Regions from separate parts of the Pan troglodytes genome. Here region 1 is linked to region 2. The links are chromatin contacts, called in public Hi-C maps. All regions are on one chromosome and are shown on one strand. Each heading gives the region's core, a stretch centred on a gene start, on an enhancer-like site or on the middle of the called end of the contact. The rest is flanking DNA. Distances are from core to core; before and after follow the strand shown.

Evidence for each region. Hi-C and Micro-C count contacts between places; a contact is called where the count stands out from the background.
Region 1: a Hi-C map of blood shows a contact between it and region 2, with 2.5 times the contacts expected there. The contact joins the enhancer-like site here to the promoter of IL12B in region 2. A contact is called at or near these places in 2 of 7 Hi-C or Micro-C datasets (blood and stem cell-derived neural progenitor cells).

What each region holds. Positions count from the first base shown.
Region 1 is chr4:157,117,734-157,123,295 of NHGRI_mPanTro3-v2.0_pri, reverse strand. No RefSeq gene overlaps it. Among named protein-coding and RNA genes, the nearest start is that of IL12B, 96 kb to the right of the region's middle. Within about 2 kb of position 2,140, at least 1 of the 24 cell types and tissues checked has an H3K27ac peak or open chromatin away from gene starts, as enhancers often do.
Region 2 is chr4:157,022,159-157,027,629 of NHGRI_mPanTro3-v2.0_pri, reverse strand. IL12B (interleukin 12B) reads left to right here and starts at 2,940. Exons shown (of 8, transcript XM_527101.8): 1 at 2,940-3,895.

The sequences.
Region 1 (5,562 bases), core at 891-3,390, 96 kb before region 2:
CAACAAAAAGGGTAAAAAGAGAAATGGAACGACTTTGGTTGATGCAAACCAGAAGGTCTTGAAGACCCTTTTGCTCAGCCTCCATCCCACTGCCTCTATCGATTCATACCCTTGACGGACTCTAAGCTTCCATATGTACAGTTTAAAAGACCATCAGACTAGACCATGTCTAAGGAACTCCCAGCCCTGACAATCTGTGATTCACCTTTGGGATTCAGATTCAAATGCCTTTCCCTAGAAACCATCCGATATGGTTTGGATCTGTGTCCCCACCAAATCTCAGGCTGAATTATTGTCTCCAATGTTGAAGGTGGGGCCCCATGGGAGGTGACTGGATCATGGGAGCAGTTTCTCATGAATGGTTTAGCACCATCCCCTTGGTGCTATTCTCATGACAGTGAGTGAGCTTTCACAAGATCTGGTTGTTTAAAAGTGTGCAGCACCTCCTCCTCTCACTCTCTTTTGCTCCTGCTCCTGCCCCATGAAATACCTCACTCCCCCTTTGCCCTCTGCCATGATTGGAAGCTTCCAAAGGCCTCCCCAGAAGCAGAAGCTGCTTTGCTTCCTGTACAGCCTGCAGAACTGTGAGCCAATCAAACCTCTTTTCTTTATAAATAACCCAGTCTCAGGTGTGCTTTTATAGCAGTGCAAGAATGAACTAAGACATCATCATACAGGTGACAACTGTTTCAAATGTCCAAATCCCCACTCCATGGTTACCTTATCTCACCCCGTTCTTGTCACCTTCTTCCCCACCCTCCAATGCCCAAAGCCCACACACTACCCCAGGACCACAGCCTCCTACTCAACTCTCCTTAAGCATCCCCATCTACTCCCAAAGTCCCACAGGGCCCCTGCAAGCTTACCTCCTGGTGTAAGCACAGGCTCCAGAGTTCACCCACCTAGGTTCAGATCCTGGCTCCTCTACCTGTAGCTGGATGTGCTTTCTATTTGTATGTTGAGGTTGACTAATGGTACATATCGTTGAATTGTTAGGAAGATTAAGATAGTACCATGGAAAGCAATTCGCACAGTGTCTGATGCATCCTAAGTGCTCAAGAAGTGTTAGCTAGTGTTCTGATCATTGTTAACTGTCCCCCTCCTGTTCTATTATCACACACTTATGGATCAAAGAGAGACAACAGCTTTTTAAAAATTAACAATAGGCCAGGCACGGTGGCTTACACTTGTAATCCCAGGACTTTAGGAGGCTGAGGTGGGAGGATCACTTCTTGAGCCCAGGAGTTTGAGACTAGCCTGGGCAACATAGTGAAACTCCATCTCAATTAAAAAAAAAAAAATTAGCCAGGCATGGTGGCATGCACCTGTTGTCCCAGCTACTTGGGAGGCTGAGGTAGGATAATGGCTCGAGCCCAGGAGGTTGAGGCTGCAGTGAGCCAAGGCCGTGTCACTGCACTCCAGCCTGGGCGACAGAGAGAGAGTCCCCGTCTCAAAATAATAATAATAACAATAACAATAATCTAGTAGAGTGTTTACCACAGCTGTGCTGGACATCCTCCTCACAGCTTTTTTTGAGTAGACTTTGCATTGTGTGCCCAAAGTCACATAAATGATCAAGGCTGGAGTCAAAATTTAAATTCAAGCCCTACTGACTCCAAAGCTCATAGTCTGAGCCTCCATGCTATTTGCTTAAGAAACTGTGTAATGCAGTTGATGGAGAGGGTACTTAATCTAGAGGAGTGAGCATCTGCTGGGGCCACTGGTGTGATCGAAAGAATTTAGAATCAGACAGATCTAGGTCCAAATCCTGGGCTGTGTGCTTCACCAGCTGCGCGGACTTACACTCATTGCCTTAACTGCTCCAAGCCTCAGTTAGCTCACCTGTAAATTGAGACGCCATTGTGGAAGGCATTAAATGAACTTCATAATGTAGCCAAAACTTTATAAAAGCTAATCCTGGGGATTTCCAGCATCAGGTGATGCAGATGGAGAGTGATTTGAGGAAGGGAGTATATACTTCATCCATGCTTCACCCAGATCTCCCTCCAGTTCAAAACAGAACCCTTCACCCAAGGACAGCCCCTCCTAAGACTGGGGACTTTTTTAAACAATAAAATGATGCCTAAGTTGCAAATGTTAACTTTGTGGTCTGGTCTCTCTTCCTCTGTTGTCAGTTTTAAAACAGTTGCTAAAAACTAACATCCCCTCTCACCATATCTTCCCCTTCTTGTTTGCAAGACAGAGCCTATTAGAGATTTCAAGGCAGTTTTGCTTTCAAATGGCCCATCTTTCTGGTTCCCTCTTCTTTCTCAGCCTGAGCTCAGCATGACTTTTCCTCCCTACCTCGTTCTGCTCTACACACACGGCTATGCCATACATGAGGGCAATTTGGGTGACACCCTAGACTCTCTGATTTTACAACTCCCAGTTTGCAGCAAGAAGCAGGTAGTGAAGTGGATTCTCAAAGGGAATCAGAAGGGGAAAATAATTTGGCCATCAATATGAGTAAAAAACCCCAGACACTCATATACACCCCATCTAAACATAATCCTTCGCCACCCCCAAGAGGTAAGTGAGGCAGTCGTGTTCTCTTGCTCACTTCCACATAACTTGCTACAAAGTCTTTCGGCAACACTCCCTTTGTCGCCTTTAATGTGTTGCTTTAATGACCCACATAATGAGATTGCACCTCTCCAGGCCTGAATAAATGTCATCCCGTGAAGTGGGCATCTTCAAGGAGCTGGGAAAAGTACAGCCTTCCTGGAAGGGCATTTTTGCTAAGAATTAAGTCTTTAAAAAAGGCTGATACCCAATAACTACAATTGTACCTAGTTTATCAAGGAGTCTCAGCTTACCACTGTTTCAAACACAGAATTGCCACCAACTGTGTGTTCTCAAATCCTCTTTAATGGTGCTTGACATCATCTTAGTGCAATTCCATTTATTTCCAGTTATTAAGGGTTATTCGGTGACATTTTTGTTTCTGTAGGACTCAGTCCCATGCATTTCAAAACTTGAAACTTGTTTTCACGTAATGACTCTCTTTTCCTCACCACGCCCAAACACATACACAAACCTAGACTTGAGTTTCTAAGCTACTTAAAGGTTGTAGGGGAAAGAGAATGGTCTCTTCTCACCATGCCATCTCCTATGCACATGCCCTCTGATGTTGGGGCAGGATGGAAAGAGGGAAGGACAGAGATGTTTCCTCATTTAGCTGCTTATGATGAGGATCTGATCCTTTTTATTTCAGTGGTCACTGGTTCCCGGATAATGCAGACTGAGCTTTGACTCCTGCTGTGTGGCTCCTTCATGGGGCTCATCCATTGGGTTCTTTGGAGAATGTTGTAGGGCCATCCCCTGCATATTCACCTACATGGGTGGCCTGGCTAGGGCTCCAGCTGCTTCCTTTCCTTTTCCTCCCCAACCACAGTCTTCCCCACACTTTCCTTCTACCAGGGGCATCTCATCCAGTGGGAAACCCACTTGGGGAATAATGGCAGAACAGCTCAAGTCCCACTTCCTAAGGTGTTCCCTCGACCCAGGAGAAATGTATGTGTCCTTGACACACCTGAGAAGCCACAGACCCCTATATCCATGTCCTAAGCAGCCTCAGGTGCTCCTGCTGGTCCAAGACTCAAAAACCATCAAAGGAAAGATAACAGACCCCAAATTAATGGAGTCAACACTGCAGGAATAGGAATCCCACCTGTCAAATAATTCTCTTTGGGCCTCTCTCTCTTGGTTTTAGGGAAGGAAAATACCCATACCTCCTTCTTCTCTCTTATGGGGAAGTGATGAGAAAAGTCCTATACTAAGGAATTAGTAAATGAATAAGTTCTATGGATGTATTCACAGAGTTGATGGATTATTTTAATGGTATGATATGTTAAATGAAAAGAGCAGTGTAGCAGATTGCATTTTCCAACATGGCAGAAACATCACCACTCGTCTCACAGGCTTTCACTACAATGTGACCTTGACGATCCTCCTATCAAATGATGGGGTCTTTGCCACGTCCCCTTGAAGCTGGGCAGATCTCAGTGTCTGCCTTGACCAAGAATAGTGCAGAACTAACATTATGTGACTTTCAAGGCTGACTCATTAAAATGCCATGAACTTTCACCTTGCTCTCTTGAGATGCTCACTCTTGGGACCCAGCCACCATGCTGTGACGAGGCCCAAGGCACCACATGGACAGGCCATGAGTAGGTATTTCAGTGGATGTCCCCAGCTGACATCTCAGCTGATGACTTACATCAACTGCCAGGCATGTAAGTGATAACCCTCTTAATAATTCTAGCCCTCACCCACGAAGCCATCCCCAACCTCTGTATCTCCCCATTTGAGACCCCAGACATCATGGAACAGAAACAAGTGATTCCACCATGATCCTCTCAAATCCCTGATCTGCAGAATCTGTGGGCATAATAAATTGTTGTTGATTAACCTGTAAGTTTGCAATGATTTGTTATGCAGCAATAGTAACTAAAACAAACAAGATACCAAATTGTCCATAGAACATAATCCATGTATTTCATATATATATGGTAGGGTGGGAAATATTTGACACTGACTACAGATGCCTCTGTCTTCTAAGAGGAGAAGCATAGTTAATATCAATGAGAAAGTAAATCTCTATCAGCCTCTATTTCACTTACAAAGACTGGTGGAGAGACATGAAGAAAATATGGGAATTTCAAAGCCTCCACTTTCCCTTCTTTATTAATAATGATTGAAACTCAGAGTAGGTGACCCTTGGTGTGAATGGTACTTAATAGTAGATACAGAAAGGAGGTCTAGGACTGTGTAGGGGCTGTAGAGCTAAACTGCCTTCTAGGATAAATGAGAGAATTTGAATGTTTTACAGACAGAGAAGGCAAACAACAAGGTGGAAGGCCGGGATCTTCCAAGAAAAGTGGTCGATGAGAAAGACATTTCCCTACAGCAAGGCTGTTAAGGATCTTTCCAGGAGAGAGATATATAAGATCTAATTTTATCTCTTTTTTTAATTTTTAAACTTTTTTTCTTCCTTCTAAGGAAAACAACTCTAATACGATCTAATTTTAAACTCGGCATTTTTATGATTTTTAAAAATCCCTCCTGAGTCCTCACACTTTGAGTAAAGTTTGCTACGTGTACATTTCTTGGGAGAAGGGCCTGGTGGGAACAAAACACAGAGGCCAAGTTTGACATGAAGCTCAGTGCCTTGCACAGGGAGAGCAGGGTGCTGTCCCTTCATGTGACACTGTGAATTCAGAGCTCCTCGGGGGTGGACACCTAGAGCCAGAACAAACCCACGGGACTGTCAGCCCCAGGGATGGCGGGACTCTCAGTGAGCATGCTGGACTTCCTACAGAAAACAGGAGAAAGAGCTTAAGTCACTATTGTTTAAATCTCAAAGTACAGGGCCACCTCACCTGCTGTCTTAATTATAAACAATGGAGTGGCTTCTTGAGTGGCATCTTGCACAGGGGTTAGCTCGCCAAGTCAGCGCGCCAGGTAAAAAAGTCAAAAGTCAAAATGCCCTTGAAATCCCTTAGCAGAATGCTACATGGGAGATGGCCATTTCTCAGTAAGTTTTGCCATGGCTGCTGTGTC
Region 2 (5,471 bases), core at 1,691-4,190:
TACAGGAATAATGCAGATGCAAATGGTCAGGATCTAGTGCTACGTGACTTTGAGCAACAAGGAAGTGGGCCACCGTGCAACCTAATCAATGCTTAATTATAACTATATTCCTGTCCAGAACCCAGCATGCAACTCTTGTCAACCCTGTGAGGGTAGTTTCATGACTCTCAATGGCCTACCACTTTCCACCTAGTAGGGCAAACCTGCCTTGTCTATCATTTTCCTTGTAATAAGCCCATTCTCCTTGTCAGGGAGTGGTATACAGGTGATAAGTGAGACTTCGTGAAAAGGCTATGGAGCTTGTAGTGCAAATTATTTGCTCCTAAGAGACATCAACAGGACAAGATAGTCTTTTCTTATCCCAGGTGTTATCAGTCCTTAGCGGATTAATGCCTGGAACTGCAGAGCTCCTTAGAAAACTAAGCCCAGGGCAACCTAATTGATGCAGACGTGAAATCTGTTCAAGTGACCTCTAGCAAGTCACTGCAAGTGACTGAATACAAAATAGACTGTTGCTAGAAAACAGCAACTTGCAGAACAACATGTATAGTATGATTCCATTTATATAGCCAGATAGATATAAATACATAGAGAAGCATTCAGAAGCTCTGCAGGAATGCTGGCACTGGTAACCTCTGGAAGCCACAGGAATCAGGGCTTCAACATTGTATTCTATGTATATTTGTATTGTTTGAAGTTTTTACAATAGCATGCATGCATGTATTGCTTATGTAATCTTCTAAGATTTTAATTTTTATAAGTACACATGGCTTCTCCTTTATTTGAAATGTGTACTAGATGATCAAAGCATTCTTCTAGGAGAAAATAAGTTTTTGTGGCCAAAAAAATTCTTTAAGTTATTTTTGGTTTTTAGGGGGTTGCCTCCATGTCACAGCTTAATCATCAGTCACATTAACCTTGCAGCTCAGCATGCCCTCTGTTTGTCAGCAGACCTTCCTCCCCTATAGGGTAAGCCATAGAAAGCTTATGGGTATCGGTTCATTTTGCCTGGGATCAGGGTCTGGATTGTGAAGTGGGACATGTTGATAAACCTCTTCTCCAAAATCAGGTCAATGGGCATTTGGCTGATATTACCAGAATGCTGGCTGGCCGTGTACAGCCTGTCTCCGAGAGTGGGCTGTGGCCCCCACATTAGAACAACCTGCCAATGACCACATTAGAACCTCCATTGTTAAAATGCAGGTTCCTGAGCCCCATCCCCGATCTGAATCACAATCTCCGAGCATCAGCCCCAAGAACCTGAATTTTGTTGTTACATGCAGATAAAGTACGAGAACCACTTCCTCCATGGGTGAACTGAACTTACCAAAATAGTCAGTCCCGAGGGGCAGAGATGGCGTAGGTGCCAGTTCTTCTTTCTCATCCTAGATGCTCAGAGTCAAATTCTTGGCTCAGCAATAGCCAAGTGATTTCATTGTGGGAAGACAATTCAGAGCCCTGTTCCAGGCTCCTCACATTGATTCCCTCTGTCTTCTTCCACTCCTCTTTGTCATCTTTGATGTCCCCTTGTGAGCTACGAAGACTTTCTGGGACACGACAGTATAAAAAAATAAATAAGTGCAAGCAGCCATTCATTAAACGTTTAGCCAGGATGCTGCTTTAACTGCATCCTATCATATCTCATTAATCTTCACACCAGTCCTGAGATCAGGTACTATTATTAACCCGATTTTACAGATGTGAGGAACTGAGGCTTAACGAAGGTAAGTAACTTGCAGGTGCGGGTATCCAGCTCTCTAACTCCAGAGCCCATGCTCTTAAAACCCTATTACTTGTCCCTGGTGGAGGTGAACACTGGGGGCCTTTTCATATAGGACTAGCCCTCGGGCTGCAATCTGAGCGGAAAAGGGAGGATGAGGGCATACTTCGAAGCTTCTTTTGCATAACTGGCGCTGGATTTTTACTGAGACTTTACGTTACAGTTTTTTTTTTTAATTTTCAAGGTGCTTTTATGAACACATGAATAAAATATTTGTGTCATTTTGAACCTTACTTGTCTTATTTTATGCATGTATTTATTTATGGGGGGGCACAAGGACTCATCTGTGGTGGTGCAGCCACTGTAAATAAATTAGTGAAACTACTTCACGTCAACTTCTGTTCAGTACACTTTAGTGATGGATCGGAGGAAATTAATACATGTTTACAAAAAGCCCCTCCCCCAGTTGTTACATATGCCTCAGAGATACCAGTTGTGAAAAGTGCAGGTGCACTTACACACATACGCACACACACCCCACAAATGGTATCATACGAAAAAACATACCTGCAATCTGCTTTGTCCACTTAATTGTATATCTTGGATACAGAACTTGTTTCACTGGAAGGCTAAAAGGCAAAGTCTGGGGAGGCCTAGAGGACACAGGGGATGGGAGGAGGCGCTCTGAGCTGGATGTAAGGTCTCCACCCACGGCCAGAGCACAAGGTCGGATAACCAGTGGGCCTGCCGGCTTGGCTGCCTGGGCCCTCCCCTGCCGAGACAAACGGCTGGAGGGAGGAAGTGTGCGGCTGGGAAGCTCCGTTGCTCTGGCCCGGGTTTCCCATTTCCCCCTTCCCGCGCTGAGACGGCGAGGAAAGTTAGCCCGGAAATCTGCGCCCGCCTAAAACCCGGCCTGGTCCCAGCCACCGCCCCAGGAACTTCCCCCGCCGCAAGGGCGGAGGTCGAGAGCAGGGATGGAGAAGTGGACCTGCTCGGGTGGACTCCGGGGCGCGGGTGGACTCCGGGGCGCGAGGGGACTCCGAGGCGCGGGTGGACTGTGGGGAGCGGGTACCGTCTCGCAGCGACCTCTGTCGGCGGCTCTGGGGATGGCCCGCATCTGTCTGCGTGTACCTGGTATACGTGCAGGGTACGTGCTCCTGTTCACGTGCAGACTGGGCGGGGGATGGGGGGGGGTCCACACCGGTGTACACATTTGCATACCTCTTAGCAACTTGAAATTCCACCACGAGAGATATCTTTATTCCGCTATTCCTGTGCATCTGCACGGAGCCCCTAGGGCCATAGATTTGTGTGCAAATGAAATGAGGATGTAGTCTGGGTGCCCAAGGAGGGGTGCCTTGAGTGTGGTTGTCTGTATGCCTCCCTGAGGGTATTTCACTTTCTGCTCCCATCCGCCCCTATGAGCGAGTACCTATGAGCACAGGATGTGCACATATTTGAGTCTTATTAGTGGTACACGCAGTTTTATCATCTCCCCAGGTCTGTGTATGAAATGTGCATGGGTGTGTGTGTGCACGCGTGTGTTCCCACTCGGGGAATGTGGGGAGAGGTGCATGGAGCCAAGATGGGTGGTAAATAGTATGTTTCTGAAATTAAAGGACTAATGTGGAGGAAGGCGCCCCAGATGTACTAAACCCTTTGCCCTTCATCTCATCCTCTCTGACTTGGGAAGAACCAGGATTTTGTTTTTAAGCCCTTGGGCATACAGTTGTTCCATCCCGACATGAACTCAGCCTCCCGTCTGACCGCCCCTTGGCCTTCCTTCTTCCTCGATCTGTGGAACCCAGGGAATCTGCCTAGTGCTGTCTCCAAGCACCTTGGCCATGATGTAAACCCAGAGAAATTAGCATCTCCATCTCCTTCCTTTTTCCCCACCCAAAAGTCATTTCCTCTTAGTTCATTACCTGGGATTTTGATGTCTATGTTCCCTCCTCGTTATTGATACACACACAGAGAGAGACAAACAAAAAAGGAACTTCTTGAAATTCCCCCAGAAGGTTTTGAGAGTTGTTTTCAATGTTGCAACAAGTCAGTTTCTAGTTTAAGTTTCCATCAGAAAGGAGTAGAGTATATAAGTTCCAGTACCAGCAACAGCAGCAGAAGAAACAACATCTGTTTCAGGGCCATTGGACTCTCCATCCTGCCCAGAGCAAGGTAAGCACTTCCCAAGCCCCTACCTCCCTCCCCTCCCTGTGGGCCTGCAGCTGTCCAGGTGTAGAAACCGTTAGTGTGCTACCCCAGCAGCTGGCAGGAGGGAGTTGGTGGATTCCTGGAAGCATCCCTGGTGAGTCACCTGCTGGAACATTAGTGAAAACTTAGTACTTTAGGGACTGATGTACAGTGTCCATTTTAAAAGCCACCTAATAATAACTGTATAGCAAGATCTGTGTGTATGCATAGTTTATGGAAATGTTTGTTTTATCTTATTTTGAAGTGGTGTGTATTGATGTATAAAAGTATATTCCTAAATGTTAATGCCGATCAGTTAAAGGATTGTATAGAGCTAAAGCGAGTGGTGCCTGCCTTCCTATTGAAATTTTTAAAAAGCCGTTCGTGCATTCCTTAAAGTAATTGAATTCATAATTATAATAATGTTACAAATCAGACTTGCTCCCATATTTGTGATGGTCTTGGTCATCAGTTGTGATATCAACCAAAATGATAGCTGTGATCCCCATTCTTGTGGATTAACTAACTTTGGCCCCAGTTAAAAAATGAAAAGCTATTATTGCTTCCTAAAGAGTTTTTAAATCTGTGAGAAGGGGGAAAAAAGGTTTTTTTACTTGCCCAGGTAAAATTGTGTGCAACAACAATGTCATTTTAACAAAGGGATTACTAAACCCCAGGTGATGACCCACTTTTTCAAACAAGGAATTGCAAGATACTAGATGGAATGTGGGTAACCTCTTAGAGTTTAGTTTACTGGAATCTGAAATTGTATGATTTCCGTACATTCCTTCATGCTACTAATAAGTCATGGAATCCCTCTGTGCTGGACTCTGGGGGTAAAGTGCAAAACAAGATAGACATGATCCATGGCATAAGAGAGTTCACTCAGTGTGGCAGAGAAGACAAACAGTAAAGAAGAGACTGTATTGTTGCCATTGTAGTAAATGCTGTGGAAGGAGGGGAGCAAATAGTGGGTCCTGACTTCATCTAGGCACCATGACACTTCACGTGAATTATGTCACTAACTCCTTACCACAGTAGCATGCCCATTTTATCGATCAGGAGTGTGGGGCTTAAAGGGGCCAAGTGACTCACCCAGAGTCACACAGTTCTAGAAGTCTGCCTGGCCCTCAAACTAGGGATCTTTGCATGTGCCACCCATGCCATCTGTGACTATATCTTTTTATTCTTTAATAATAACTCCCTTTTCTAATTAAAGGTAACAAACAAAACTTAAAAAAGAGATGCCCACCCAAGCGTCATTGGCATGCTGATGTTGGCACCAGTGTTGGGAAGCCCTTAGCATACCCCAGGAAGTAGGAGTGTGTAACGTGGGGTCCCTTTGTCCTTCATGCAAGGGTTTCAAGAGTTTAGAAAACCTATGAAATTGCACACACAAAAATGTATTTTAATCATCAAGACTCTCAGACTTACCATGCTGAGAAATGTGGGCTGAGGGATAGCGCTCCCTAGTATCAGCTGATGGGCCAGAGAGCCAAAGGAGGAGACCCACCACCATCACCTCTCCTGGACAGTGCTCTGTGGTTTCAAATGTAGGTGA